2 separate regions of the Arachis hypogaea genome follow, and region 1 is linked to region 2. A link is a contact called in public Hi-C data. All regions are on one chromosome and are shown on one strand. Each heading gives the region's core, a stretch centred on a gene start, on an enhancer-like site or on the middle of the called end of the contact. The rest is flanking DNA. Distances are from core to core; before and after follow the strand shown.

Region 1 (2,700 bases), core at 178-2,677, 110 kb after region 2:
TACGATATGCAACAGAGCATGTAGAAGTTAAGAACCATCGTTGACGAACACAACCATGAGCTTGCCCCAGTGATGTTTACACATCTCTTTCCTAGTCACCGGAAGATGAGCGACGTTAACAAGGCACAAGGCACAGGTGGATAGTTTCAAGCAGTTTGGGATCGCAACCTCTAAAATAATGGCTTACATGGCTGGGCAATCTGGTAGGTATGGCATGCTTTGATTTACAAAATAGGATTTGTATAATTATGTGCACGGGCAAAGGGTTGCGCGAATATGTGATGGGGATGCAGCAGCCACTATCGGTTACTTTGGAGGGTAAGGTAAATGCAGACATGGTGACAACGACACACTACACACAGACCCCGGATAATCGCTTGGGCAGCCTATTTTGGGCAGATGGCGAGATGATGTCGGATTATCAGCTATTTGGTGATGTGTTGGCGTTCGATTCTACGTATCGTTCTAACAAGTACAAGAAGCCACTGGTGGTTTTCTCTGGATTAAATCACCACAAGTAAACATCCACTTTTGGGTTTGCGTTTTCTACCTCAATATCCTCTGTTATTAATTACAGTAATGCTTTTAAGTAATATTGTTACAAAAGTCGAGTATCGCATAATATGTATTTAAAGACTTGACACTTATAATTGATGGTTTAAGATTGGCTTGTATTTCCGATTTTTAATTCGTCTGTGTCATCGAATTTCTTAGTGAACCTTTGTTGTTTCCACGCTTGTACATAACTATTCTATGTAGAAACAAAATTATTAGTTTCATCAACTTTTTACTGAATCTGGTTTTGAAGTAGCTTCCCGTGGAAAAAAAGATTTCTGTGTGCATCAATTTTTAGAGGTAAGCTATATTTTTTGTGCAATAAAAAAGACATGTATGATTCTACACAACGGTGGTGTATATTTTTTAGGGCACAACAATACTATATGTATACCTTGGCTTCAATATATATGAAGTGTTACGTGCAACTATTCTGTACCATGCATGCAGCTGAGTTTAATGGATACTAGCCGATTTTTCCTTTGGTGTAAGAATGAAATTAAACTTCTTTCTTAATAGCAAACTGCCGGCTAATTAAGTAGGAAAATACAAATTAAGCATGCAACTTTGTCTTGGAAGATGAGCCATCACCGCACCCTCCAACCTGGCTCTCATTAAAATACTAAAATAATTATCGCAATTATCATATTATAATGAACTCATTAAATAAAATAATTTCAATTTATAATCTTCTTAATCTTATTTCTTTATTTATTCAATCTGCCAAAGTCTTAATTCGGTCATTACTATAAACTAATATATCCTAGAGATTTAGTTTTTTGTAATCAAACCTAGTTTTGTATCCTACACAATGTAAGTCGTGAGTCTTCCCTCTGTGTGTATACATGTTAAAAGGCTTAGATGAGGTGAGCCTAGCCAATACAATTCATTAGTGCGTGAGAGCTATTGAAACAGGGCTAGAATGGTAGGTAGGTCATTGTGGCTGTGGGCTTTAGCAGAAAAAATATTTTTGGCCAATTTTCCCCCAAAAAAGGATGTGTTAGTGTGAGGAAAGGGATGTATTGTTTCCACTTTCCAGCATGGTTAGGGAAACTGGGGCAGCCCAAAAGGAACCATTGGTTTTTGCAGTTCGGTTTATGTAGGTATAATTAGGGGGTTTAAATGGAATCGGATCCAAAGTAAATCGCTTAGCTAATTGAACTCGAAAATAAAACCGATTATAACAGCATTAATTTGGATTTGATTGAGATTTATTTTTTTGAGTGCTGCATGGTCTATGTCTGAAAACCGAAACAACCAATTCGAACCACACAATTTTGTTATGATATTGTTATTTTATTACTATATTTACATATAATGTATTAAATTCGGTATATAATTTTTAAATATTTATGTGTTCTTATTATAACACAATTATTTTATGTTAAGAATGAGATTTATTTAGTTATTCCTTGGAACACATAATGTTACTTCTATCGTTGTGTTAGTGTTGGTTTTTAAGATACTGTGGAGACTTGTGACGTTATTTTGAGTTGTTTAAAATTTAATGTTGAGACTTGTTATATGTATTTAGTTCTTTAGTCTACAAAACCGCAAATCAAATCCAATAGAAAGTGGTTGAAATAGGATCGCGTTGGAGTAAATTTTTTTAAAGAAGCACCCAATTCAACCCGCACCGCAAGCGAATTAATTATTCGGATGAGAGTAGCATTTGGATCAAAGCCGAGCCAAACCGTACCGCGCATATCCAAAGGACAAGGCGAAATAGGAACCCGTTCAGATACCACTGAACAGGGCCGGGGTTGACTAGCTGAACCGAAGGGAACCCTGGCCAATTCACAGTGTGCAGCCCTAATTTCCTAATTGGAAACCAGTTCCCTAGCCAATCCGGTTGACATGGAAACCGCCTAGCAAAACCGACGCAAAAACTCGTCGAACCGGCAATAAACCGGTGAACCAGATGGTTTTTTACCGGTTTTCAAAATTTTAATTAAAAAATAAAATCCAACATATAACAGATTGAAACGGTGTCACCTGAAAGCATGCCTTCTTTGTTCCCCTCCTTCACACAAAAACCCTAACCCACTACCCCCTCTCTCTCAGCCACCACCAACAGCAGCCACCGCCTTCGCCATCGTCGAACTTTTCTCGTCAGCTAAAGGGTGCCGTCACCACCGGTAGTGA
Region 2 (2,700 bases), core at 14-2,513:
TTTATCGGCAATTAGATATTAGCCGTCTTATGCTTTATCATTAAAAAATTTTAGCGGTAATTATATAATTATTGATAAAAACTTTTTTTAATAGCCACAAACAATATATAATTACCATTAGAGTAAGGTATTCTTTTTGTCCCCAACGTTTGGGGTAAATCCTATTTGTGTCCCTAACGTTTATATCGTCCTATTTGTATCTCTAACGTTTGTAAAAGTGATTCAATGTTATCCTGCCGTTAATTACACATCATGAGCGCTTTAGTTTGAGTTTTGAAAATCTCTTCTTGAAGTTATAATACAAATGTCTGTGATAGAATCGATGATCCACTCCGAAAAATAGCTCATCAAAAGTTGAAAATAATTCCTACAACATTTACATAATTCACTTTTCTAGGGACATAATTGAATCTAAACACAAATAGTGGGTATAATATTAAAATCGAACACATCCAAGTGAGACCTAATTGAGAATAAATACATTCAAGTGAGAATAATTGAAAAATATAATCTGATTTGTTAGTATAATTGATAGTAGGATAACATTGAATCACTTTTATAAACGTTAAGGATACAAATAGGACGATTTAAACGTTAGGGACACAAATAGAATTTACTCCAAAAGTTGGGGATAAAAACGATACTTTACTCTTACCATTATGTTATTATTACTAAAAACTTATCATTAAAAATAATTTTTGCTGTAGTATTATTACACTTTATGTGTAGATCAACAAATTAAAAAAAGACTCAGATCAGTCTCAGTTTTAATCACTTAGGATTTATTGAAATCAAATATTAGACTTCTTAATTTTAGTTTAACATTAAAATTATCAATTTTTTAAAACTTAAAATTTAAATATTTCTGTTATCTGTTAAGTGTCGCATGTCTACTGTTTCAATGAAATACATCTTCTGTGTGGGAAAAAAAATTAGGAATACTTCTAAGTGTTTTAACATTATTTTGGTAGGTAGCGCAGGCAGGGTTTCTCATGATGCATGATGGCATGAGCTTAGAGGCTAAGATCCTCTTACAAGTCAACAACGGGATTAATGAGCAGTGTCGTGAATGCGGCATGACACGTTATTGTAATTAAACTTTTCGGATGCGACTTCGGGGACCTCTCTTCTCTTTCTCTTCTATGATTTGATATGATATGATATGGTCATAAAACAAGGCAAGCCAATCATCATATGCTTGTATGGGACTATGATTAAACTAAGTATAACCAATCATTCAAATTACTCAACATGCCAAGCCCCACCATTTTCATGTGGTGGAACCCCTTCCCTTGGCTTCTCTTTCGTCATATCTCCGTCATCAACCTAATAGTATAGTATAATTGTCAAATTGCAACTTTAGCTATGCTATGACCCAATAATATCAATTTTAATTGGTTTAATTATTCTGTTGGTTCTTATAGTTTTGCGAAATTTTCAATTAGATTCCTATACTTTTTTTCCTTTTAATTGGGTCTTTGTACCAAATTCTTTTTTCAATTAGGTTCCTCTTGGTAGTAATTGGCTTAATTATATAGGGACTAAACTAAAAAAAAATTAGTGCAAGGACTCAAATAAAAGAAAAAAAAGTGTAGGAATTCAACTGAAAAAACAATTTGGTGCAAGGACCAAATTAAAAGAAAAAAAAATATAAGAACATAATTGAAAATTTCACGAAATTATAGGAACTAATAGAGTAATTAAACTATTTTAATTTTACTTGCACCCATTTATATCTAATTATCTATGAATAATACACGAGAGAACAGATATAGAAACTTGCTATATTTATATTTTCATAATGTCTTAATTTTGTGTACATTTAAATTAATATAATACTGTTTCACTCAATTTTGTTTTTTATTTCGATAGGGTGTCGAATCGAACTTATATGAAGATCTTAATTCGAAAAGTAGTTATAACTCCTCCAAAAAAAAGTGAACTCGATCTGAAAATTACTTAGCGTTCATGTCAAAATGCACTGTGTTAAACTATCAGTGAATAATTGTAGCAAATAAAACAGAAATGAAGTAAAATAGAATTTTGAATAAGTGAAAATAAATAAATAAAAATGTCAAAATGAAATAGAAATTAAAAGAAAGTAAAATAATAAAAAAATTCAAAATAAAGAAATTAAAACAAAGAAAAATGAAAGATAAAATAAAATGGCTCCAACATTCACATGCACTTGCACTCCATGCTCTTCTGTTGTGTCGCTGAGATTGAGAATTTTTATAGAATTTATGTGATGATCTAGTGTTGTTGATTGAAGTCTTTCTTTTTTCTTCTAAATTTCTTCTATTTATAGACCTCAAAGGTGGACCTGATCCTGAAGAGTTTTGACCACTACCTTGATTTTTCCTTTTTCTCCGGCCATGATCTTACATTTTGAAGAATCTTCATATGGTACTCCCACGTTCTATCTTACCTTGTCCTTTAAACCCCACGTTCTTGCATCGTGTCTGTATTGGACCACATGGTGTCGACCCTGATAGATGCTCGACTTACTTTAAACCAGCAATCCTTTGACCTCAAATGTCTTTTGTTTTCGTACTTAAAAGAGAATCTCTGCAACCAAATGACAATAATTTTAATTACATTTCGACTCCCTATAAATCGAATCTTTATGGGTCAAAATTTATACTAACAAATTTTTTCTTAAAACTTATCTTTTCAAAATATGAAATGATCAGTTTTATC

What was found. A called contact is a pair of places that touch in the nucleus more often than the background predicts.
Region 1: a Hi-C map of leaf shows a contact between it and region 2, with 2.1 times the contacts expected there. The contact joins two enhancer-like sites. A contact is called at or near these places in 2 of 8 Hi-C or Micro-C datasets (both in leaf).

What each region holds. Positions count from the first base shown.
Region 1 is chr11:17,655,709-17,658,408 of arahy.Tifrunner.gnm2.J5K5, forward strand. No RefSeq gene overlaps it. Among protein-coding and RNA genes, the nearest start is that of LOC140176322, 5.0 kb to the left of the region's middle. Within about 2 kb of position 1,428, at least 3 of the 3 cell types and tissues checked have open chromatin away from gene starts, as enhancers often do.
Region 2 is chr11:17,548,173-17,550,872 of arahy.Tifrunner.gnm2.J5K5, forward strand. No RefSeq gene overlaps it. Among protein-coding and RNA genes, the nearest start is that of LOC112720444, 7.4 kb to the left of the region's middle. Within about 2 kb of position 1,264, at least 2 of the 3 cell types and tissues checked have open chromatin away from gene starts, as enhancers often do.